Regions from separate parts of the Mus musculus genome. Here all the other regions are linked to region 2. The links are chromatin contacts, called in public Hi-C and HiChIP or PLAC-seq maps. All regions are on one chromosome and are shown on one strand. The core of a region is the stretch at or near the end of the contact, and the rest is flanking DNA. Distances in the headings are between cores, read along the strand shown. Region 1 has its middle 12 kb from the start of Gm31600. Region 2 has its middle 5.7 kb from the start of Gm4035. Region 3 has its middle 34 kb from the start of Gm46411. Region 4 holds the start of Rreb1 (ras responsive element binding protein 1).

The links. Hi-C and Micro-C count contacts between places; a contact is called where the count stands out from the background. HiChIP or PLAC-seq counts read pairs in DNA pulled down with a chosen protein or histone mark.
Region 1: a contact with region 2 is called in an H3K4me3 HiChIP or PLAC-seq map of bone marrow-derived macrophages, with 7 times the contacts expected there. The contact joins two enhancer-like sites. A contact is called at or near these places in 19 of 39 promoter capture datasets (the 3T3-L1 cell line, the C10 cell line, the HPC-7 cell line and 11 more), 11 of 484 Hi-C or Micro-C datasets (B cells, bone marrow-derived macrophages, embryonic fibroblasts and 4 more), 18 of 115 datasets of contacts at active chromatin or transcription factors (bone marrow-derived macrophages, double positive thymocytes, effector CD8 T cells and 9 more) and 4 of 9 other capture datasets (adipose tissue, embryonic stem cells, liver and 1 more).
Region 3: a Hi-C map of bone marrow-derived macrophages shows a contact between it and region 2, with 26 read pairs. The contact joins two enhancer-like sites. A contact is called at or near these places in 1 of 15 datasets of contacts at CTCF or cohesin (large pre-B cells), 25 of 484 Hi-C or Micro-C datasets (3T3-L1-derived adipocytes, B cells, the G1E-ER4 cell line and 11 more), 30 of 115 datasets of contacts at active chromatin or transcription factors (the 230-238 cell line, the HPC-7 cell line, the SCID.adh cell line and 20 more) and 2 of 9 other capture datasets (adipose tissue and liver).
Region 4: a Hi-C map of bone marrow-derived macrophages shows a contact between it and region 2, with 24 read pairs. The contact joins the promoter of Rreb1 here to the enhancer-like site in region 2. A contact is called at or near these places in 4 of 484 Hi-C or Micro-C datasets (3T3-L1-derived adipocytes, the F1.1 cell line, bone marrow-derived macrophages and 1 more), 9 of 115 datasets of contacts at active chromatin or transcription factors (the 230-238 cell line, bone marrow-derived macrophages, differentiating embryonic stem cells and 6 more) and 3 of 9 other capture datasets (adipose tissue, embryonic stem cells and liver).

The regions. Positions count from the first base shown.
Region 1 is chr13:37,771,653-37,774,811 of GRCm38.p6, forward strand. No RefSeq gene overlaps it. Among named protein-coding and RNA genes, the nearest start is that of Gm31600, 12 kb to the left of the region's middle. Within about 2 kb of position 1,254, at least 10 of the 459 cell types and tissues checked have an H3K27ac peak or open chromatin away from gene starts, as enhancers often do. A contact at or near this core is called in bone marrow-derived macrophages, where this site is marked.
Region 2 is chr13:37,439,409-37,442,288 of GRCm38.p6, forward strand. No RefSeq gene overlaps it. Among named protein-coding and RNA genes, the nearest start is that of Gm4035, 5.7 kb to the left of the region's middle. Within about 2 kb of position 1,458, at least 104 of the 459 cell types and tissues checked have an H3K27ac peak or open chromatin away from gene starts, as enhancers often do. A contact at or near this core is called in the 230-238 cell line, B cells, the G1E-ER4 cell line and 7 more, where this site is marked.
Region 3 is chr13:37,832,073-37,835,201 of GRCm38.p6, forward strand. It overlaps a transcript of Rreb1 not described here. Among named protein-coding and RNA genes, the nearest start is that of Gm46411, 34 kb to the left of the region's middle. Within about 2 kb of position 1,614, at least 99 of the 459 cell types and tissues checked have an H3K27ac peak or open chromatin away from gene starts, as enhancers often do. A contact at or near this core is called in B cells, the G1E-ER4 cell line, the HPC-7 cell line and 3 more, where this site is marked.
Region 4 is chr13:37,887,573-37,890,461 of GRCm38.p6, forward strand. It overlaps Rreb1 (ras responsive element binding protein 1), which reads left to right and starts at 1,299. Exons shown (of 12, transcript NM_001177869.1): 1 at 1,299-1,400.

The DNA of each region.
Region 1 (3,159 bases), core at 4-2,503, 330 kb after region 2:
TGAATAAACAGGCATGTGTGCATACATGCGCATACGGAGACCAGCAGTTAATACTGGCTCTCCCCTTTAGTCTCTCTCCACTAGTTACACTCTGAGACAGGATCCCTCACTAACCATCTGGACAATAAGCTTCAGGAATACACCTTTCTCCACACCTCCCCTCAGCGTTGGAGTTACAGATTCAGACCTACTACACTCAATTTTATTTGTTTTGATTTTGAGGCAGGGTCTTACTGTGTAGCCCTATCTGGCCTTGAACTCATAGAGATCTGTCTGTCTCTGCGCCCCGAGTATTGCCTGGCCTGAACCCGTGTGCTGGTTGTCCAAACTCATGGCAAGCACTTCACTAACTGAGCCATCTCCCATACTTCATTCTCTTCCCCCTCTTTTGAGACAACTCATTTTGTAGTTCAGGCTATCCTGTAACTCAATGTATAATAAATTAGGCTAGCCTGGAACTTGTAGCTCCCCTCTTGCCTCTGCCTCCTGAGTGCCAGGATTACAGACATGTATCACCTTGTTCAACTTCTATCCTAAACATTGTTGTTGTTTTGCTTGTGAGTTGGTTGTGTTTTTCTTTTCTTTTTTAGAATTTATTAATCACATTGACAGATGAACAAACTAAAATTCAGTTTCTTTTTATTTTTAAAGATTTATTTATTACTGTATCTAAGTACATTTTAGTGGTCTTCAGATGCACCAGAAGGAGTCAGATCTCATTACAGATGGTTGTGAGCCACTATGTGATTGCTGGGATTTGAACTCAGGACCTATGGAAGTGCAGTCAGTGCTCTTAACTGCTGAGCCATCTCTCCAGCCCTTGTTTTGTTTTTCAAGACAGGGTTTCTTTGTGTAGCTCTGACTGTCCTGGAACTAGCTATGTAGAGCAGGCTGGCCTCAAACTCAGAGGATCCTCCTGCCTCTGCATCTATCTCTACCTCTGGAGTGCTGGGATTAAAGGTGTGCACCAACACCGCTGAGCTGAGCTCTCCCTTCAACTTTTACGGACAGTAGCTGGGTTTCTTGTGGTGGTGGTGGATTTTGTTTTGTTTTATATTTATTTTATTACTTTACGGGTATCAGTATTTTTGTCTGCATGGATATATGGGCACTATGTGCCCATGGGGGCCAGAAATAGGCATCAGATTCTCTGGAACTACAGTTCATACATACAGTTGCAAGGTGCCATGTGTCTGTTTTAAGGAACTCACAGAGCTGAAATCCCCTTGCAGTTCCTCTTAGGAACATTTCCTTAAATAAATGTTTAGTCATGGAATACTTTATCACAAATTCAACAATCCCCGCCTGCCGTCACTGAGATAGACCCACACTCTACACAGCAGTAGCAACAAGACTGCAGAGGGTCGTTCCTCAGGGCCTATTACCAAGGCAGCCCCTGAGAACAGAGAGCATGGTCAGGAGATCTTGATGCTAATCTCAAATAACCACTATTTAACTTTACATCCTAACTGAGCAAATTCTCCCCTGTATGCCAATGCAAAGGCTGCAAAGTGAATGAATAGGGTAGTCCAAACAACCTTGAAATTTCCTTCTGCCTTTTTGTTTTGTTTATTTGTTTGTTTTGTGAGACAGGGTTTCTCTGTGTAGCCTTGTCTGTCTTGGAACTTACTCTGTAGACCAGGATGGGCTTGAACTCACAGAGATCCACCTGCCTCTGCTTCCCAAGTGCTGGGATTAAAGGCATGCACCCCACTGCCCACTTCCTTTTTAAGATTCAATGTGTTTGATATTATATTTAACTTTGTTTTAAAAGTCTACCTTCTATATCTTCTATATCTTGTGCTCCCTGTCAACAAATTCAACCACCTGAGGGGGGGATCCCCAAATTAACAGAGCTGTACTTAATATGCAGAGACTGTTTTGCTAGTCCTTGTTTTCTAAACAATACTATGTAACAGCTTTTTAAATAGCATTTACATTGTTACAAGACACCTAGCCCAGACTGAAAGTACATAACAAAGGGCTGGGGGGGGAGCCCTGCTGGCAAAGTGCTTGCCCTGGGTTTGATCTCTAGCTCTGAAGGAAAAAAAAAGGGGGGGGGGAGTTTCCACTCCAGATCCCTGGAAGTGAAAACCAGGAGTCAAATTTCAACATCACCCTGCCCTGCATAGTTTAAAGATAGCCTGGCCTACAAGACTTGGACCAATCCTCTTTTGGTACTGACTGATGGATGCAGAGACAACTGGCTGGTTATACTGTATGTCATGGTGTTATTTGCAAAGATTAAAAACATATCTATTGCAGGAGACATTGTATCATTTGCAATCAAATAACCAAACCCTGTCCATGATGGTGCATGCCTTTGATCCCAGCACTGAGGAGGGAGCGGCCATCAGATCTGTGAGTTCAAAGCTAGCCTGGTCTACAGACTGAGGTCCAGAACAGCTAGGGTTACACACACACACACACACACACACACACACACACACACACTCAAACCTGCCTTGATAAATAAATAAGCAAATAAATAAGCAAACAAAACCAGCCCAATAGCACCCTTAAGTTGCTCATTGGCCTTTCTAAGCTTCACTATCTTAACTGAACTGCAATTCTTTGTTTTGGACAAGATCTTTCCTACAAGACAAACCTTTAAAGAGTCCTCTCTGTGATAAAATTCAGTGTCACCTCTGGAGACTGGTAGGTCCTCAAGCTATGCCTGTTACATAAATAAATGGTGGGGTCCGTAATCTGGGGCTTCATATCATTGTCCCATCTACCTTACAGAGGACCCTGCCCAGCAAAATGAGCCAATGCATGTAAACACACAATTTCTATTTCATAATTAAAATATAAAATATTACTTGCATGTGAAAACATTGCAAGTAGACAGAACCTTGCTGCTAATGTTTGGCAAGGAACGAGTGGTGGGCATTTTTCTTTTCTACTTGTAATTTCATCTCTCTTTGTAAGGTGTGTATCTCTCCATCCCTGTTTACTTTCTCTCCTCTCTCCAGTACCAGGGATCAGACCTAGCACCTAGCTCATGCTAGGAAAGTACTCTACCACTGAGCTATCTACACCAGCCCTCTTTTTACTTTTTTTTTTTTGGATACAAGATCTGAGTTTGAGATCCTCCTACCTCAGCATCCTGAATAGCTGAAGTTAAAGACCTTAAAGACTGGTGCCACAGGGTCTACT
Region 2 (2,880 bases), core at 208-2,707:
TCTGCACCACGATGCCTATACAAAGAGGAAATGTAGGTAAACAAATGGGGCGGGACAGACCTAAGCCCCCTTTCTATTCACAATCTAACGCTGTTGAATCACTTTGAGATCATGTGATTCGTGTCTCTTTCCAGACACTGTTGTTCTGTCTACCAGCCAGTGAGAACTTCCTGGAGATTTTTAAGGTGGGTGTTGTCTTGGGTTAATGTGATCCACAGGAGTGATCCCAGAACTCTGAAGCCACAAGCGGGATTATAAGTTCAAAGATGGAGAGCTACACGTCAGTCTTCAGGATTTCCTTACAAACAAACCCGTGGCACCAGTTCTTGGAGCTTTACCGTTCCCAGAGGACCAACAGCATCTACAGCTATGCAACATAGAATCCCAGGCCGGCAGCAGTGTGGAGTCCTCAAGCTGTGAAGGAATTCCTCCTGCCATCAATAAACTGATGCATCAATGAAACATTCAACAGTTGCTTCTCTCTTGCCTGCTTTGTTACAGCCGAGTACACTGACAGTTACCCAAAGACAAACTCTAGGAAGCAAACAAAACCTGTCTCCCGTAACAAAAAAAGGTGGGGAAACCCAGGGACAAACCCATGATTTGAGATTACCATGCCCAGGACTCTCCAGGATAGCTCTTGCTCACCGGCAGCTGTGTAGGAAGCTAACGAAACAGCCAGGGTTCAGAAGCCCAGCGAGGCTTCTCTCCACAGAGGTGGAAACCGCACAGGCTAGGGTGGGGCTGTCTAGAGACACTCAGCTTACCTTACCTTGCTAAACTCCTCTCATGGCTCATCTGTAAAGGATGGGTGGGTGTAAAGCGTGCCTCTCAGGACTGTCAGAAGGGGTAAGCGAAGCACGTAAATGCCACTGATACATGCCAAGGGCATTGTGGTCCAGCCATCTTCCCCACACTCAAAGTGCAGTGCCAAGCATCGGCCTGGAGGCCGAAAGTAAAATAGAACCTTGCTGAGAGGCAGAAGCCTGTAGCTGAGCTCGCCTTTGTCAGGTGCCCAGAACTTCACAGGTGGGCACTAATTGTCTTGAGAGTTCTTCTTTCTCCCCCCCCCCCCCAGTATGCAGAGAAAACCGCAGCTTAACATTGGGGGCAGGTTGAGCATTGTTCTCCTCACTATCTTTTGCATTTGACCAAGAACAGTGGTGTTTTGAAGAACAATATTTGGACAAGACTCAGCCCTGTCCTATGCTGTCACTGCAGGAGATGCAGGCTCTTCGTGGGCAGAGACAAGTCCAGTCATGGGAAGACAGAAGGCAGGGGCACAAGCCACCCCACCCCAGTGCAGCTTGCCCTCAGATTTCCTCTCCCCTCCCTTTCTTAGACACACCAGCTGCAGCTTTCTCCTCCTGTCTTGTGAAATGTCCCAGTCCACTACAAGGCTCGTGCAAATGCAAACCTCGGCCTTCCAGGAACCTAGCAAACTGTCTGCCCTGGAGTCACATCCAGTAAAAAGGCGGGGCCAGGCCAAAGCCACAGCCACAGAGAGTGGGAAGCCCAAAGCGTAACCCCAAACTCAGCAAGACTTTCTCTTATGGCTTTGGCAGATCAACCAGTCATTTTGCCTTGGTTTCCCATCCCAGCAATGAGAGCTACAGGCTCGCTCGCTTCCTTTACAAGTGTGTTGTAGAAGAATGTGGGAGAAAGGCCGTTTTGCATGTACTGACGGATGGAATGTAGAGGGAGTGCAAAATACCATTAGGGCATAATTGTGGGCAAACTCCCAGCCCCACCCTTTAGCAAACCATATTCCTCAGAGACTGGTGTTTTGCCACTTCTCTGCACTGTTAAAACAGTTTAAAAATATAGTGGGCCATTCTCTCCTCCTCCCCCCACCCCCAACCCGGTGCTATTTTTAGTCCACGTTGGTTTATTTCTCCACTGTGGCAGCAGCATCCTTTCCCTTTGGGCATCTGTATCTTTTTTTGGTGCCCCCCACAATATCCCATTACATCTTTCTACTATTTAGAGAGCCCAAAGATTCAGGACTCAGGCCTGCCTGGTCTGCCTGAGCTAGAATTTACCCCAAAGCAGACAGAGACTCAACTCAGGAAGGGGGTACAGGGAGCAGGAGTGACAGAAGCGGAGGCATGAATGTCTTGTCACATAGCCACTGAGGAAAGTCTGGAGACATCTGGGAATTTATAGCAACCACTCGCTATGTACCAGTAGCATCACCAGCCTGCGGGGTGAGGAAAGGGGCTTTCATCCCTTGGCTGCTGTCCCCAGACCCTTTTGGTTCCTTGTTCCAGCATGAACACATGGGGCCTCTCAGGCTTTTCTCCTGGGGTAACAAAGGCTGCAGGACTCCGGTGGTAAAGACAGCTCAGTCGACTGCACGCCCAACCTGTGACTGAGATAAGACTCAAATCTTAGACAATAAGAGATAGACACTAGAGTTTGGATCTTAAAAGTCTCCCCGGAGTCTGGTGTGTTAAGGGTTTTTGTTTGTAACTTGAGTCCTTTTTGCAAGGTTGTAAAGATTTTAAAGCTTTTGAAAGGTAGGTAGAGTAAAAGTTAGGTTTAGAGAATGTGCTCTCGATAGGTGGGGTACTGGGACCACTAGCTGAGTCCTCTCTGCCGCTGGTCATACCCTCCTCCTCCTCTCCCTCCTCCTCCTCCTCCTCCTCCTCTCCCTCCTCCTCCTCCTTCTCTCCTTCCTCTCCCTCCTCCTCCCCTTCCCCCTCCTTCTCTACCTCTTCCCCTTCCCCCTCCTTCTCTACCTCCTCCTCAGCTCCCATCTTCTCTCCTCCTCCCCTCCCTCTCCCTTCCTCTTCCCCTTCTTGGCTGTCAGGAGTCCAGTGGCCTCCTTATCACGGCCTCCCACGGCCTTAAAAACAATGAAGCCCAATGACCACAGAT
Region 3 (3,129 bases), core at 364-2,863, 390 kb after region 2:
CACTCCAGATTTCCTTTCCAGAACTTGGTTCCTTTACCTTTAGCTGAATTTACCTACAAGTTTCTCTCTCAGTGGGGGTGGGGTGGGGACTGCACCTTTTGCTTCCAGTGTGGGGAGCAGACAGGCAGGACAAGCAGATCCCTCTTAATGGGGTTCACTTGGGGATGGGCTTGAGGAGGAAGACAGGAGCCAAGCTCAGGGTTTACTTTTCAAAGGGATGGTCGTTATAGCCTTTAAGCAAGAGGGACAAGAGATGCCATTACACTTCCTATAGTGGTCAGGGCAGCCTCCTCCACCCCCATGCAATGGAGACTTGATTATCCATTCAGTCTCAGAAATCCAGGAGCCAAGGTAGAAAAAAAAATCTACTTTTCAATAGTAGGATTTAGGACCCAGCTCTGCCCTGAGTATGTCCAGAGCCCTCAAACAGATCACGAGTACCACCAAGAGGGGATGGGGTAGGGGGTTACACTCCATATCGCATGTATTCTGTGTGGAGAAATTCCATACAGCAGCAGGTAAGCTCTTTATTACATGCCCGTAAGGGAGCTCTGTTGGCAGGTTCAAAGTATCACAGACAGTTTGAGGGTGGAGCAATGGTTGCCTGCCGGACTGTTAAGTAGATTTGAAAAACCCTGTTACTAAGACAGTCCCAGGAGTCGTCTGCTTCTAAAACAACCTTGGTTCACTGACAGGAAGCTGCCCCTGTAGATGGCTCAACTCTGCCATCATGTTTTCAGCCACCCTTCTGTCAGGTTCCCTCATTTTGTAAGTTATGTGGAGTACATAACTTTTTTTTTTAAGTGTTTGAACTAGCCCCTACTTGCTTGATGCTTTTGGGCACTCACAGTCTTTCTCCGTTTTGTTTCTCAGATTTTTGTACAATTCTTACATAATCATCTATCTTTTATTCAAGGGCAGCTTTCCTGAGCCTTTGGCTCAGATGCCTCTAGAGAGAAAGGTGGGTTATCCCATGGCAAGACAGGATGGGGAGGGAACGAGGAGGGGGCCCAGGGATGGAGGGGAGAGAGGAAGTGCTTGTTTGTATGGGACCCCAGCTGGAAATGTCTAGAAGTGTCGGGGGACACAAGTACCACTTGCTTCCAGCCTTACCCTGGTTTTTCTCTTCCACTGCTCAGTGTGTCTCGCTCAGACCGGAGACAAGGCCCCGAGTCCTGGGGGGAGAGTAAGGGAGCCAGTGTTCCAGAACAGGGAGGACTGTGATGCTCTGAGCTTCCAGTTGTTGTGTTGTGTGCCTCTGGACCTTTTATCTCTCACACCAGTGGACCAGCTGTGCTAAGGGGACTCAGTGCCACGGCCGAGCAGACACCTTGCTCGGGGATGGGTCCTGTTGCATCCAGCACTTGGGTGTTTTCCTGCCCTCATCCTATGAACTGGCAACTCCCAGCTTTCTACTTTTACAACTTTTGCCAGTGCTGGGCCCTTCAGGCACCTCGCCCTGCAGGTACTTGTAAAAAATGAAAGCCAATCTAGAAAGGGGCCAGAAAGATCTGGTGTCCTCAGGCAGCCAGGCCAGGCACCCCACTGTCTTCCGTGGCTGGCCCCACATTGGGCAGAACCCCTTAAGGGTGTTGCAAATGCCTCTTTAGTTAATTTCCTGTGCCCAGTTCCTCCTTTCTGCTGTTCGCCCTGCCCTGTTGTCCACAGAGTGGCGTGCATTGTCTTGCGTGCCTCAAAACAGTCCTTGGCTCCTTGTGTCTACAGGAAGAGATCCAAGTGTCTCCACATGGCCCACAAGGGCCTTCCTCCATCAGCTGCTTCTACGTCTACGTATGTTCTGTAGCCTCTCCCCGCTTTAAACCACTGCCCTTCTGAGTAATGTCTCTCTTTCACCTGGGTTGTTCTTCCTGCTGTGTCTCCAGCTAAAATCCTTTCTTAATTTTTTTTTTCTCAAAACCTTGTCTTTTGGGGACTGTTAGGTCCTCCTTACAGCCTCCCCTCTCCCCCTAGTGTTTTCCCACCTCAGGAACATCACCCCCCCCCCCCCCCCCCACACACACCCCTGTCCCTAGCACCTACCCTGATTGTTGGTGCTTAGTTGGTGCTCATGCCTTAGCGTGTGCTGAGTTATGATACAAACCCCAAGTTTTTGGAGAAGAGCCATATGTAATTTGGAACTGAGGCCTAAACAGAGATGCAGATTCAGTGAAGGAAACAGACAGGCGTTTTGTTTCTTTTTCTGCACGCCCCTCATACCACAGTTCGGTTCTAGGTGCACATTGGTGGGGGGAAGACTTGGATGTTCAAAAATCCTAAAATAAAAGTTGTCTCAGTAGAGAGAGAGAGAGAGAGACTTTGAATGCTTGGTTGCTCTAAAAAACGGTCACACCAGGGGCTTTACTAATTATAGTACTTTTCATGGCTCTTGGTTTAAAGTTTACATTAAATAGGAGAGATGAGCATGCAGATCAAAGACCACATCATTTCAGAGCTCCAAGGAGTGGGCCCATTTTCTCTGCTTAGTTAGAGTTTTGCTTCATTAGTGGTATGAGTTAATAGTGTTGGTCTGTGTATAACTCAACTTCTCCCCACCCCCCCCCCCACTACTTCTTGGACCTAAAACAAAACACCAAACCAGAAACCCAGAGGATATGGCTGGCCCTTCATTCCTTCTTTATTTGCTTGTGTATGCATACACATGCTCCGTAGCTATTAGTTCTAGGCCATAGTAATGACCCGTCATGGTTTCAGGGGACTGTCCTTGATGCTGAAGGGAACTGCTACGAAACAAGATGCGTTTGAATATGAAAATCATCTCAAAATTGTCTTTAAAAGATGAGTACTCGGGCTGGTGAGATGGCTCAGCAGGTAAGAGCACCCGACTGCTCTTCCGAAGGTCCGGAGTTCAAATCCCAGCAACCACATGGTGGCTCACAACCATCCGCAACAAGATCTGACTCCCTCTTCTGGAGTGTCTGAAGACAGCTACAGTGTACTTACATATAATAAATAATAAATCTTTAAAAAAAAAAAAAGATGAGTACTCTCCAGGTATGGTGGCACACGCCTTTAATCCCAGCACTCGGGAGGCAGAGGCAGGTGGATTTCTGAGTTCAAGTCCAGCCTGGTCTACAGAGTGAGTTCCAAGACAGCCAGGGCTACACAGAG
Region 4 (2,889 bases), core at 49-2,548, 450 kb after region 2:
TACCTGGAGAATAACTGGGTTGTGTCAGGGGCCTCCAGATATGAGGGTCTCCCTGGCTCATTCAGAGCCTTCCCTGTAAGTTGCTCCTGTACTCTAAAGTCCAAAGAACTTTTTAAAGAGAATAACATAAAGGAATAGAGAATGGAGTCACTGAAGTATGAAAACAGAAAAACTTCTGGAAGAATCTTGGTGTCACTACCCACCCAGGAACTGCTTGTGAGAGTAAAGGGTGGTGGAGCGTTCTCTTCCACACAGATCAGTCCTGCCCCACGTGCTTGGGAGCTGTTTGTGGAGGACTCCCCGTGAGATGCTCAAGGATAGCTATGTGGTACACTTACGCACCTTGTTTGTTTCCAGATGCTCTGAGAAAGGAAGAAGTGAGAAACTGCAGGACAGCTGCACCTCAGCATCCTTGCTTATGTGGGACCTTTCTTTCTCCTCTTTCTGTGGTGCCGTTGGGGAACCTGGAGCTCACTTCTGTGCGTGCCAGGCAGATGCTGGCTCTCCGAGCTATGTGCCAGCCCTTCAGCTTCTTAAGTCCTGTCCCTGTATTGCAACCTTCGTTGCTGTGTTGTGGCTCCAGAACATGCTGCATGCCCCCTTCTTCTGGGCTTTCAGGGTCCGTGGACCCCCAGAGCAGACATTCTCAGACTCCCGAGGGACATGCGCGAAGATGTTTTCTGTATCTTCTACAGAAAGAACAGGGCATGCATTTGGTCCTAGTTGTTCAGCGATGTCCCCGTATTTGTAGGAATCTCTACCTCAAGGCATTGTTAGTTGTACATTTCTTACTCTCTTCAGCTCTTTTTCCTCTCCTCTGTTTCTGCTTGCACCAAGTGCTGTTTCTCTTTTCCTCCTTTATGCTGGAGAATCAGCTGGGTCTGTTCAGCCATTTTTGTCTCTCTTTGGTGTTTATGGTGCCGAAGTTGAAACCTGGGGCCTCACATGCTAGGCAGGTGCTTTGCCACTGAGTGGTCCGTGCATTCCAGTACTATTACCACGCCACTGGGATGCTCAAAGCTCCACCTAGAGCTAGCATTCTGAGCATTCTCCTGTGTCGTTAACAAGCCCTCAGCATCTCGGGAATGGAGGGTGTACTTGGGCAGAGGTAATGGGGGTCCTAGCTGTTGAAGGCACACTTGTATGTTCTGGTGGAATCAGCTAACAGCTTGCTTACAGGTGCAGATGCAGGGTGGGAACTGTCCTCACCATGGACACTGAGTAGAGGAAACTAGACAGAAGCAGAATTTTTCCTTCTTTTAAACATCTTTTAATGTTATCTTCTTTTAATTTTTCAGGTTGTTGCAATCCTGTGCTCCAGAAGTGGTGGCTTTGAGGTGTGACCCTGCCCACATTTGGGCCCAGTCCTCACCAGCTCCTCGGCAGAACGAAGAAAACAGGTCAGTTACCCTGCGTAGGCTTCCTTGAGTCCAAGCAGTCTCACGTGAGTGAGTCTTCAGGCACTCCCTTGCCTGGACTTGAATTGTCTGCTGCTTTCACAGGCCCTCTGTCCTGTCTGTCCCTTTGTATCTTCCTCCTCATACCTCATCCATTCTTTCTCCCCAAGGCATAGAGCGAAATCCTGTTAAAATCATAACTGCATCTTGCTGGTTCTTGAGCTATTGAGTCTCTGGTGTGTGGGATGAGGCGTCTCAGAAGAGGATGCGCAGGGCACCTCACAGGAAGCAAAACCTCAGGCAACCCTCCTTCTCCTTCCTCTTTTCTTCTTTCTTCCCAACTCCCAGTTCCAAAGTGCAGGTTCAAAACTAGAGCAACTAAAACGGAAGCAATCAGTGGTATCAATCGTTCACATCTGTGACTTGAGAGCTTCATTTGGGGTCCTTGTCTGATTCCAGCTGGACATGTTTAGTAAAACAGGGCCAGTGTTTTTTATTTGAAAGATTTTAGTGTGGTGGGTGTGTGTGTGTGAGAGAAACCTATCGGGTCTCTCTCCTTTTGACATGTGGATCTTAGGGACTGAATTCAGGTTGTCAAGCTTGGCACCAAGCGCTATTACCACAGAGCAAGTTTATCATTTTTATTTTTGTTTTAAAAATGAGCTTAGTTGCAGTACCTAGGACAATACGGGGAAGAAGCAATTGCGTGGAAGAGAGAATGAGGCATTTCTAGGTTTGTGAATATTAGGTTAAACAAACACACACTACACAAGAACCTTAAACTATTAAAACTATATTAGCCTAGTAGGTAGGAGTCCTAACAGCTTAACCCCACAAGGTAGGGGATTTCAGCCCCTCTGGTACAAGCACAGAATTCTCTCTGAGACTTGGAACATATGTTAAAGAGTGAGTATTAGTATCCTCTTTAAAGCATGCACAGGAAATGGCATTGTATCAAAGGGAAAAATTGTCTTTCCTAACACAGATTGAGTATCAGCAGGCTTAAATGTTTTCATTTGGATGGTTGTTTCATTTCATTATTGCTGGATAGTTACAGAGGATCAACTAGAACTAGCCAGCTTGTTTCTGGTTAAATAAATTATCCTTTACCTCAGCATTAATGTAAAGATAAATGTTGTTTTTAATGTTTTTCTAAAGCTGAACAGTTAACAGTGTTGAGTTTGCACTAGGCTTTTCCTTCTGCCCTGTTCCATGACCCCAAAGGAAAATTCCCAAGCCAGACTCAGCCAAGACTTAGCAGACTGGCGTGAAGCTGTAGCCCAGCTCTGAGGACAGCGTGTTGGTGCTTCTGAAACATCCTCTCAGCATGTGTTCAGGCCCCTCTCCTTTTGTTAACTGCATTCTCATCAGAAATCATAGTTCCCCTTTAAAACCTTGCTGCTGTTTACTTAACATTTCAAATATGGAAAGGAAGTAAACAAACGGGTTCCTAGTGCCACACTTTACACTTTATCCCCTAGAAGGAAATAGA